2 separate regions of the Mus musculus genome follow, and region 2 is linked to region 1. The links are chromatin contacts, called in public HiChIP or PLAC-seq maps. All regions are on one chromosome and are shown on one strand. The core of a region is the stretch at or near the end of the contact, and the rest is flanking DNA. Distances in the headings are between cores, read along the strand shown.

Region 1 (5,688 bases), core at 368-2,867:
TCCTAACTCCCCCCACCTGGGCCCTGACAGGGCAGTTACCCCCACAGCCCCTTCCTGTGGAGACCAGTCCGAGGAACCATTTTATTTATTCACCCATATCAAACTAATTTGTTGGGGTGAGGGGAGGAAGGCAGTTGCTCCCCTACAACCTTTCCAGCGCTGAGCAGCCCTGGGGACAGGCGCCAGGCCAGTCCCTTCTGTCAGGGGCACATTTAGCCCTCGGCCCCGGCTTGTCCCTGGTGCTACAGGCCAATCGCGGCTTCCTCCAGTCTGGGGGCCACAGACCCCGGGAGGTGCTTTTACAGACCGCTAATAAAGACGATCTTCCTGAACGCCAGCAAGACCCTTTGGTCCAGTTTTGGGGGCTGGGAAGTGGGGAGGAAGAAGGAGGGGTCACTACATAACTACTGAGGAGGAAGGGGGAAAGTGTGTGTGTGTGTGTGTGTGTGTGTGTGTGTGTGTGTATGTGTGTGTGTGTGTGTGCGCGCGCCTGCAGCCTGGGAGGAATGGGGTGTGTGAATGGCCACTTCGAAGTCAGGGAGAAGGAGGAGGTGGGGGATGGGTGGCTACATAGAGGGCTACTGCAGTCTAGGAGGAAGGAGGCACCACCTTTATTTCTCAACAGAAGGCAGGGTAGATGTGTGTGGCTCACAGCTGGGTCCAGGGCTCCGTCTCTGGCTCACCTGCTCACCTCAGCTGGCTCTGGCTGGATATCTCATTAGGCCCCTTTCTGGAAGTTCCTGAGGAGTATGGAGATCAGATGAGGAGGGACACATAGGAGACTTGGGTCCTCTGGAAGGGGTAGGGCGAGGACACAGAGACACAACTCACACATGCAAGCAGAACTGGAAAAGCAGGAAGAAGAAGGCCACCACTAATGTCCCCACCAGGATGTTCTGGAAGAGCCCAGGACTGGAATCTGCCAGACAATGAACAACAGCGTCCTTCCAGACCCCGCCAGGAGGAAGACCCCTCTATCAAGCTGATTCATACCTGTCTTAACGAACGTTATAGGCTTCTCTCCAATAAACCGGGCCACAGCAAGAAGGCTAGCTCGGTCTGAGTCTGGATAATCAAAGAAAAGCCTGTTTACAACTTGCTGGGGTCTGGCTCCTGAAACCGAGGGCCGGGTTCCATCTCTTCTGGGGGCTAAAAACCAAAGCAGAGTCTGTGACAAGAGCCCAAGGGCCATCATGCCCACCAATGAGGCCAGGCAAACCCAGAGCTCTGATTGTTTTGTCCCAGGGCTGGCTGAGCTCCCATCAGAAGCCCACCATGTCTGAGATGGGGGGGAAAGGTTTGGACTGAAGGTTTGGGCTATAGAGCAACACTTTGTCTCAAGACAAAGTAAAATGAGACAAAAGGGAGGAAGAAGGAAAAAAGAGAAAAGGAAGAAAGAAGGGGAAAGGAAGGGGGGGGTGGGGAAACTAAGGCCTGGGGCTGGGCCATCCTCCTCCCTCCTGCCCACAATGAAGTTTACTCCCTTTCTCTAGCCTCCCTTATTCCTACTATTCCTGAACTCAGTTCCCCACCTGTTTCTATGGTCCCCAGCTCAGCCATCAACATCCACACCCCTACGGCTACCCACAGCCACAGCTTCATAACCCCCCACGACTATGAATGAGTAGGATTCTATGATGTCACAGCCCAGAGCCATTCCGCTAGCCCGACTATGAGGTGCTTCTAGCTCCTGATGCAGAAGAGCCCCCATTGAGCCCCAAGGATGACACTGACCATAACAGCAACAGTGGTGAGGGGTCTTGGGGTGTAGGCCAGGGGTACAGCTTTTGCTCAGAGTGCACAAGGCCTTCAGTTCTATTACAGAACCAGTCAGTTCTGTGGTGTTCCAGAACTTAGCTAGGTCTAGGAGACATGTGTTTGCATAACCGCTCTACTGGGGAGGTGAGGAGGGCTACACATCTCCAGTTGTTCTTCGGATCAAATAAAACTCCTTTACTGATTGCTTAGTAAAATGCCAAGCAAGTTACACAGATTGGCTCGTGGCATTGGCAGAAGCCCTAAGAGGGAGGCCCAAACCAGTGTGCAGGGGGACGAGGAACGCTGACACAACGCTTCCCAAGGCTGTGCATTCTTCTATGGGGGGAGGGTCCTCTTCCCTTTCTGAACCCCAGGTTCGTGGGTTTGCACCCATCCATCTCCAGGCTTGGTTTTAGCGCTCAGTAGAGATGGAAGCGCACGGTGAGGCACAAGAGAAATAGCCAACTTTTCCACCAGGTGGCAGCAGTGTTGGTCCGACGGTGCCACCATCTCTTCTACAGGTTACAGGCAGGCAGGCAGGCTCCTCTCTTGGGACTGGCTGTCACCGGGAGGCGGGGAGGCGAAGAGGGCTGAGGGTGTTGTCAACAGACGAACTCCCCAGGCTCATTCCAAGGCTAATCTCTCGGCCATTCAAAGATCCTAGTCTACTCGCCTCACCGTGACTCAGTTTCCCTTTTGGTGGTATTGGTGGCATGTGAACCTCACCGTCCACCACCCGACCCCTGTTTCTTTTCTCTAGTTCCCTCAGTCCTCCCCGTGTCACTTCCTAATTGCGACCTGCACTCCGGAGGCCCCACCTCGAGTTGGAAGAGACAGCTTGCCTCTGATTGGCAGTTAGGCCTGTCTATCACAAACGAACTCCAGCCCACCCGGGCCAAGGACATTTCAGGGTCTCCTTGATTCTATCCGTGCTTGTTTTACAGCCTCTTGGCTACTCTGTTACTCCACTTGCCCTGAAGGTGGCTCCTCATTAAAGGATCCTCTCTCGGGCCAGGAGATCACAGAGACCTGCCTCTGTCTCCCAAATGATGCTGGGATTAAAGGAGTGTGCTTCTACATCAGAATTAGCTTTCTCCTCCTCCTCCTCCTCCTCCTCCTCCTCCTCCTCCTCCTCCTCCTCTTCAGTTAATCACAGCTATTGAGAATCTAAGAGTGCCACAGCTATGCCTGGAAGACATTTCCACAACATTCCAACCCTTCCGCCTGATCTTTTCTGTCCTCTCTCTCTAGCTTCACTCTCACACATTACATCCTGACCATTTCTCCTCCCTTCACTCCTCCCAGTCCCCCTGCTACTGTGTCTCATCTCCCCCAGAAGAACTCCAACTGTATCCCCTTAAAAGAGAGAGAGAGAGAGAGAGAGAGAGAGAGAGAGAGAGAGAGAGGAGCTGGCCTCCCAGGGATACTCATCGAACATGGCCTAACAAGATACAATAAGCCTCCTATCAAGGTTGGATGAAGCAGCCCAGTAGGAGGAAAAGAGTCCCAAGTGCAGGCAAGAGAGTCAGAGGCAGCTGCCACAGTGGTGCGAATCCCATAAGAACATCAAGTGACACAACCATAACACCCATGCAGAGGACCTAGCACAGACCTATGGAGGCTCCCTAATTTTCGTCACAGTCTCTGTGAGCTCCTATGTGCCCTGATTGTCATCTCAGTCTCTGTGAGCTCCTATGTGCCCTGATTGTCATCGCAGTCTCTGTGACTTCCTATGTGCCCTGCTTAGCTGATGGGCTGTGGCTGTGTTCTGTGGGCTGTGTTCTTGTGGTATCCTTGAGCACACTGGCTCCTACAATCCTTCCTCCCCCTCTTCTGCAGGGTTCCCCTGGCTCTGCCTAGTGTTTGGCTGAGGGTCTCTGCACCTGTTCCCATCAATTGCTGGATGAAGCCTCTCTGATGACAGTTGGGCTAGGCACCAATTTATGAGTACAGCAGAATATCATTAGGAATCATTTCACACACACACACACACACACACACACACACACACACACACACACACACACAGTGCTTGGTTCTATCCTGAGTCTCTGGGCTGTCATGCCCCTGGTTCCTAGTCATTCACATAGCGTCAGGCATGGGCTCTGTCTTGTAGCATGGGCCATAAATCGGACCAGTCATGGGTTGGCCACTCCCACAAGTTCTGCACCACAATTACGCCAGCTTGTCTTGCAGGCAGGACAGATTGTAGGTTGAAGGTTTTGTGATTGGGTTGGTGCCCCAGCCCCACTGCTGGGAGCCTTGCCTGGTTATAGTCAGTTTAGATTCCATATCCCCCACTACTAGGAGACCACTCTTAGAGATTCAGAGGAGTTTCCATTGCACGTTCCCCATTCCAGTCATTTCTCTCAGTACTCTCCCCTTCCGTCTCCTCCCTCCTCACGCCTGATCACTCCTGTTCCCATCCCCACCTGCCCCCACAAAAGTCTATTTCCCTTTCCCAGGGAGATCCTTGCATCCCCCTTAAGCCCTTCCTAGTCCTTAGCCTCTCTGGGTCTGTGACCTGTAGGATGACAAAAACACCTAGAGAGGTAAGCAGGGTGATACATGCCTTGTAATCCCAGTGCTCTGGAGACTAAAGCAGGAGAAACACAAAGCAAGAGCCCATCTGAAATAAACGAGCATGAGAGGCCCTGCTTCGACAAATCCAGGCATAGGCTACCCGCTGGATGGACAGCGCCCACACCTGGGCTTCTTTTCCCTTCGAGATGCTGCTTTGAGAAGCTCATGTACTCAGATATGAGTTTCTGAATTATATTAAAACAGCTTTACCACCCCCCCCAACTCTGCTTAAGAAAGACAAAAAAGAAGCCAAAGTGGAAAGTCCTGAGGAAATACACCTGCAGCCTCTGCAAACTTGTCTCCACAAATAGGTACACCTGAAGTGGAAACTTCCTGTTCTTTGGAAAGTCAGTTATACCAAATGATGGTTTGCTGGGGTGCACAGGTGAAGAATGTCTTGCTAAATCAAACACATGAAAGACTGCTTTCCTGAAGCAGACACGGGTGAAAGAGTATCTGGATACAGCAGACATGTGAAAGGACTCTTGGTGAAGGGGTAGAAATATGACCCCACAGACAGTGGGAGACAGACACTGAGCTTTGGTTTGGTTTGCTCCGCCTTGATATTCTTTGCTAAAGACAGGCATGTATTGGTTCGCCTTACATAGTGTTGTTGAGCTCACCTTGTGATAATATGTCACTGAGGGAAACTCATCCAAGAACTGCTTGTGAGGTTCCTGTGGCAGTTTGCCCCTTCTGTGAGCCTGGCGGTTTCTTCAGGATTGAACTACAGCTAGCTGCCTGGTGTCTGCTTGCTGAAAGGATTGGACTGTATGTAGCTGCTGGTTCAGGCCTGGTGTCTGCCTGCCTAGAGGAATGGTCTGAAGCTGCTGAGTCTTATTTGGTGTTTGCTACAGGACTGAACTGCTGCCCAAGAAAATTGAGCTCACCCCCAAAGAAGTATTGCTGAACATGTCCACTCCCCCCATATCCTAATAACTTTTCTCTTCCACTACCTCTGCTGGGTGGTGGGCTAGAGGAGCGGTTGGACCCTTATTAAAACTAGGTTGCAAGTATTTGTGTCTACAGATGGCACCCAACATGGCTTAGGCATAATGGGTAATTCTGCTGCTTCTTGTGGCAGAGGAAACTGCAGATTATGAGGGGTTAGCAATGTTGCTTAAGGAAATTGGCAAAATGGCAGCTACTGCTGCTGAGTGGGTCTCCTATGTGTTCCCGGGGGGGTTTTCTGGTTTGCAGTGTTTACATATACTATTCTGAAAAAGTTTGGAGGGAAGGTTGAAAACTTGGAAGGTTCACTCAATTCTCTGTTAGAAAACACTGCAGACTTGGCTATGCACATCGAAGTGCTTAGAAAGCAAGAAGACCAAGGGGAGAAGATAGTTC
Region 2 (5,818 bases), core at 2,976-5,475, 310 kb after region 1:
AGACAGTTGGGAGCTGCCGCTTAAGGTGCTGGGAACAGAGCCTGGAAGAACAGCAGTGCTCTAATCAAGAAGCCATTTCCCAGCCCCCTCACCAATGTTTTTCATAACTGTGAAATTAGAGACATTTATTGTGTAAAACACAGAAAACTAAGGTGAAAAATCACACTTAAATTCCCCACGTTTAGGAGGACCACACTAAACACGCAGGATGTAGCTTCTTACAGATGTATTTACAGATCATTTAATTTTCCCGACCCCACGTCAGCCACAGGCATTTCTGAGGTCATTACACATTTCTGAAGACGAGGCCAGGATGTCACAAACACAAGCTATGGTTTCATAACTGATGGAGTTGAAACTGTTTTACATCTCCCTGTTTTCTGTTTGCCTGCTTTTTCTCCTCCTCCTCCTCCTTCTTCTATTTTTGCCTTTTCCGTATCTGTTACTCACTGGGCTTTCTCTCTCCCGAGCTGAAGGACACCTGTCCACCTGTCTGTGTCCACCATGATCTCTGCTCCACTTACATACTTTGCATTACTAGTCTTTGTGTTAAGTGCCTTCCCCTGCTATCTGCCAATGCCTCATTCATTCATCCATCCATCCATCCATCCATACATACATACATACATTCATTCATGGGGACATGCACTGAGTGCTTGCTGCCTGCCAGGCACCGGAGTCACTGGGAAGAGAGATGTGGCCAAGATCCGGGACAAGCGTTCAGCTTCCTTGTCTTCCTTCAGAGGTAGAATACCAACCACTTCCTAGTTTTGTTCCTCTTGTGGACACTTTTGTCTGTCATTCCACTTAGCACCCAGAACATCTGACCCTGTCTGGGCTGAGGTCCTGTTGGGTGCTAGCCACCATCTCTACCCCATTTCCTTGTCTTCCTCCATGCACCTGACAGCCTGAAACACCTTAGAAGTGGCAGTGAAACAAGCCATTGACCTCTCAACTTAGCGATATTTTCTTCTGAGCCTGAAATCAGGACACACAGTTTGGCAAAAACAACCACAACAGTTGCTGTGTCCCTTAAGGGCCACTGGCAACTCACTCGAGCCATCTCTGTTGTAGCTGGCCCACACAGCGCCTAGTGAGCAGTAGAAATGGGTTCAGTGTGGCCCAGGTGTGCCCAGCTCAGTCCTTCCCTCTTCCCCACAGACTCGAGGAGGGAACGATGGCAGCTTGATGTGGTAGCAACTGGTCCATGTCCCTTTCCATTCCTCATCCCCTCCCTCCCACCTTCCCCTTTCCCATCCAGGTCACACACAATCGCACGCACACATCTCTTTCTGTAGGTCAGTCTGTTCTCAAGGGCAGCGCCCTCTGACTCAACAGCTTCCTCTTGCACATCTCCTCCAGCAACCACCTTTGGACCACGTGCCTGGGCTGGCGGGGTCAGAGGCAGCACAATTGTGACCTGTCCCCTCTCTGTACCTCAGACCCTTAGGGACTCTCTGGCAACCATGTCCCACCCCTTGGGCCTGTCTTTCATTTAACTCTCTCTTATTACCCTGCGACAAGGGAAAGACTTCAGCCTTGGGGTGGAAGAGGAAACAGACAACTGAGCCTGTAGAGAAAAGCATCAACACCAGGGGTTTGTGCCACCCAGTCACCGCACTTGGCTGACTCCTCTCCCGATCTTGCATGTGTGCCTACTGGTGTGTGCACGGTGTGGGCGTGGTGAGAGCTGGTGTGAGGGAGCCTCTGAGGGAAGGATATGGCAGCTTAGCTGAAGAACGCACACTTGATGGCACATTTAGTCCCCATCACATTTGCATTCTTCTGGGGGCTGCAGACACACTTAGGTCTTCAGCAGACAGGGTACAGCTCCTGGGTCCCTCCTTTTGGAACTCACCAGCACCTGCCCTGCTTTCTCCCATGGTCTATATTCACCAGTACTGTTTGCAGCCATCACCTAAATTGTCCTATCTTGCACACAAACCATACTTCTGAGTGGACACAGTAGGTGCGGGACTATACCACCTACACCTACACCACCAGCCAGGAACTCTCCGCATCCCTAACCCAAGGAGAAGTGATGGATCTCTGGCAGGCTCCCACCAGCAGCTTCCAGCCAGCCCCAAATCAGAGTGCTCTGGGAAAAGTCACAGGTCACAGTTCACCCAAGAGCAAGCTGGATGTTGCCATCCAGGCTCTAAGCTGGCCCCAAAGCAAATGGTAGTTGAGAGGCATTCCTGAAGGGGCCCCTGCTGAGAAGGATGTGAGTGCATGGGCTTCACAGCTTCATCCTAGGGAGTTTTCTGGCCTGTTGGGATCCCAGAATTCCAAGGGGGATCCTCGGGGAAAATGTGGGTCCACTAAGATCATCCTCATGGTGATTCAGCAATTGGTTCCAAAGAAAGCACAGAGGAAGGGGAGGTGGGAGACAGCGGGGCTGGGGGGTTGCGGGGGGTGGGGGGAAGGAAATGAATGTATGGATGGATGGATGGACGGATTTGGTCCACAAATATTCACAAATGCAGAGTGTGCGGCAGCTAACAGCAGGATCCGGGGCTAAGGAGCAGATTGGATGAATACCTGTTGCTCATAGAGATTGAGGTGCGGCCTCATCTTTGGCTTGTGGACCGTCAGAAGTTGGGGTTTCCACAGCTTCATCCTCACTGCCCACAAGCGGCTCTTCCTCCCCCTTCAGGTTGGGACCCGACCCAGGCTTCAGCTCTTCTAGTACTAAAGAGCCCTGGCGAGACTTCCGTCTGCTGAAGAACGTAGTGAGCGTGGGTCTCTGCCCGGAGCCTTCTGTCTCCAGTACCTCAGAGCCCTTGTTGCCCCCTGCCCCTGATGTGGTTGTGGCCTCTTCATCAGGAACCCGGGCTGGCCCAGCCCAGGCATCCACCACCCCATTTCGTTTTCCTCCTCCGCTCAGGGTCAGGGCCCCAGTCCTCCGCTTTTGCCTCTGGCGCCACAACAGCAGTAGCGCCACGAGGGCCAAAACCACCACCAAGGCAATAAGCATGGGCACCAGTAACATGCCACTTGATTCTTGGCTTGGTGACCTGGTGGTTATGGGATCTTGGGTAGACGTCGTGGATGTTTTTCTGCTGGAAACTGAGGTGCCACGGGCCACACTGGAACTCTCCACAGAACTGGTTGCTGTGGTAGCAGGGAGTCCATGCATCTCACTCGAGGGCCCCAGAGACCCAGTAGCTGTGGTGACAGGGGGACCACTGGTCTTGGAGCTTACTGTTGTAGCCACAGAGGGTCCACTGGTCTCGTTAGAGCTTGTTGTCACAGTGGTGGGGGGTGCACTGGTTCCTTTAGAGATAGATGTAGATGCTGCAGTTCCGTCTGTCACAGGATTGGCTGCAGGTCCGTCTGTCACAGGATTGGCTGCAGTGACAGGAGGGTCACTGGCTACATTTGATGGTTCTGGAAGCAGTGCTGATGTCTTGCTGGAAACTTCCTGAGAGGCAGTAGGCTCAGGTACAGGGGTGCTCATGCTGGCACCAGCAGAAGTCTCCAAAGAAGACAATTCAGTAGTTTCCAAGGGGGTCAAAGAAACTGGGATTGTGGTCTGCCCCCAGGGGCTGATGGTCTCCTTCGAGTCCACTGTCCCTGACCCCACAGAAACTGATGGGCTGGCATTCTGGGCTTCAGAGGTACTTGGAGCTGTGATATGTGGGGTAGATGGTAGCATCGTCGTCCTCTGCAGACTGTCTGGGCTCGCCACCTGGACCCAGCATGCCCCAAAGAGGAGGAGAAGGTGCAAGGCCATCTCCAGAGGGACAGGCAGGAGCAGGAGTTGGGACCTGAATGTAGGGAAGTTACAGAAGAACGCGGTTGGGGAGGGAAACTTGGCCAGCCCCACTCCTTCTGCCCACTTCCCTGCCAACTGCCAAGCCCATCTTGTGGTTTAACGTTTTTTTTTTGTTTTGTTTTGTTTTTCCATTCTTGCTTTCACTATTATCAGAGACAACAGGGGAACAGATGGCGCCAGTGACTCCCACCCTGGCCTTGGCAGCTCAGACTCCAGAGCAGCCATGTCCCCCTGGCCTTCATTCATTGTTCCAGCCCGTGGCTCTGGACTCCCTTACCCCCTCACCCTATTCATCTTTTCAAACTATAGGTACATTCCTTCATCCTCTGAGCATCCCCACCCCCGTACCCAGCAAGATCATACCCTCTTACCAGATTAATGGTTAAGGCACAGGGCCAGGGCAAGTACCTCCAGTTCTTCCTGAGGCTTGGTCAGGACTGGGGCAGACTGAGCCCCAGGGGGAAAGGAAGTGGGTCTTGGCTCCACCCACTCCACCCCTGCATCCTGCCCCACCCATTCCTACTCCCATAGTTGCTTGTGGGGACCCAAGGGTTCAGTGGAGGCATGAAAGGATGCTCGGGGTCCAGACGGGAATTCTTAGGTTTTCACTGGAGTCCAAGTGTCAGAGATGAGTGATGGGGAGTAGGGGTGGAGTGGAAGATATGGAGGGGAGAACCGTTTCCTTTCCCTCCCTTGCTCCTCAAGCTGTTTGGCCAGAACCTGAGACCCTGAGACTGTGGGTGCACTTCCTGCCGAAGAGCTCCAAGAAAGCTGCAGGGCCGGGGAAAACCTCTCAACTCTGCTCGTGGTCCTGAAAGGTTTTTAGGGCTGCTGAACCCTGCCAGAGCCACAGGGAATTGAGGTCACTCCTGTGGCCCCCAGTTTAAGCTAGTACTAACATTGCACATGCTATGGTCTTAGAGAACTAGGAGAGCTAGAGCGATGGCTGAAAGGTTTGGAGCCCTTGAAGGAGACCTGTTCAGTTCCAGCTTGGTGGCTCACGACCACCCCATAATCCAGAGGATCCAACGTCCTCTTCTGGCCTCCAAGGGCACCAACCCACATAGGTACAGACAGGTACTCATATACAAATATGAAAATAAATTAAGATTTACTTAACGGCCAGGTGTGGTGGAGCACACCTTTAATCCCAGGACTCAGGAAGCAGAGGTATGTGGATCTCTGTGAGTTCGAGGCCAGCCTGGTCTACAGAGTTGTTCATAATAATAATAATAATAATAATAATAATAATAATAATAGATTTATTTAAAAAAGAAAACTTCTAGGGCTGGTGAGATGGTGGCTCAGTGGTTAAGAGCGCCGACTGCTCTTCCGAAGGTCCCGAGTTCAAATCCCAGCAACCACATGGTGACTCACAACCATCCCTAACGAAATCTGATGCCCTCTTCTGGAGTGTCTGAAGACAGCTACAGTGTACTTACATACAATAAATAAATAAATATTAAAAAAAAAAGAAAAGAAAACTTCTAGAAAGACCTATATTAAAAAATTAACCATGGGCTGGAGAGATGGCTCAGTGGTTAAGAGCACTGACTGTTCCTCTAGAGGTTCTGAGTTCAATTCCCAGCAACCACATGGTGACTCACAACCATCTGTAATGGGATCTGATGCCCTCTTCTGGGTGTGTGTGAAAACTGCTACCGTGTACTCATATAAATAAAATAAATCTTTAAGAAAGAAAGTAACAAAAAGTCTTTAGCTGAGTGGGGTGTTTTATGCAGATTTATCCCAGGGCCTCAGTGCTGCTTGAGTAAGTGCTCTACACCGAGCCGCATGGAACCTCACAGAGCCGCACGGAGCCATCCCCAAGCCCCAAGTAAGGAGATCTATGTGATCCTTCTCTGAATAACTTGTCACCTGACTTGATTAAGGAAACGGATTCTTATGGTATATGTCTGTTTCAGAGCTTTTCCTTTTAAAAATTCATAACTGGTTTTTATCTGTAAAAACAGCTTTGTGAATGATAAAGAAAGAGAAGCAGGGTGACTCTCCTTTGAGGGGCCCACACCCACACTCGCA

The links. HiChIP or PLAC-seq counts read pairs in DNA pulled down with a chosen protein or histone mark.
Region 2: an H3K27ac HiChIP or PLAC-seq map of double positive thymocytes shows a contact between it and region 1, with 6 times the contacts expected there. The contact joins the promoter of Spn here to the promoter of 4930451I11Rik in region 1. A contact is called at or near these places in 15 of 39 promoter capture datasets (the C10 cell line, the HPC-7 cell line, cranial neural crest and 9 more), 2 of 15 datasets of contacts at CTCF or cohesin (the NIH/3T3 cell line and pro-B cells), 8 of 484 Hi-C or Micro-C datasets (the Ba/F3 cell line, CD8 T cells, the G1E-ER4 cell line and 4 more), 21 of 115 datasets of contacts at active chromatin or transcription factors (the 230-238 cell line, acute myeloid leukemia, bone marrow-derived macrophages and 15 more) and 4 of 9 other capture datasets (adipose tissue, liver, macrophages and 1 more).

The regions. Positions count from the first base shown.
Region 1 is chr7:126,829,879-126,835,566 of GRCm38.p6, forward strand. 4930451I11Rik (RIKEN cDNA 4930451I11 gene) reads right to left here and starts at 1,618. Exons shown (of 4, transcript NM_183131.3): 1 at 1,533-1,618; 2 at 994-1,149; 3 at 832-919; 4 at 596-740. The coding sequence starts at 1,602. The coding sequence ends at 719. Tlcd3b (TLC domain containing 3B) reads left to right here. Exons shown (of 5, transcript NM_029978.1): 5 at 1-341.
Region 2 is chr7:127,133,598-127,139,415 of GRCm38.p6, forward strand. It overlaps Spn (sialophorin), which reads right to left and starts at 4,226. Exons shown (of 2, transcript NM_009259.5): 1 at 4,150-4,226; 2 at 97-3,770. The coding sequence starts at 3,736. The coding sequence ends at 2,549.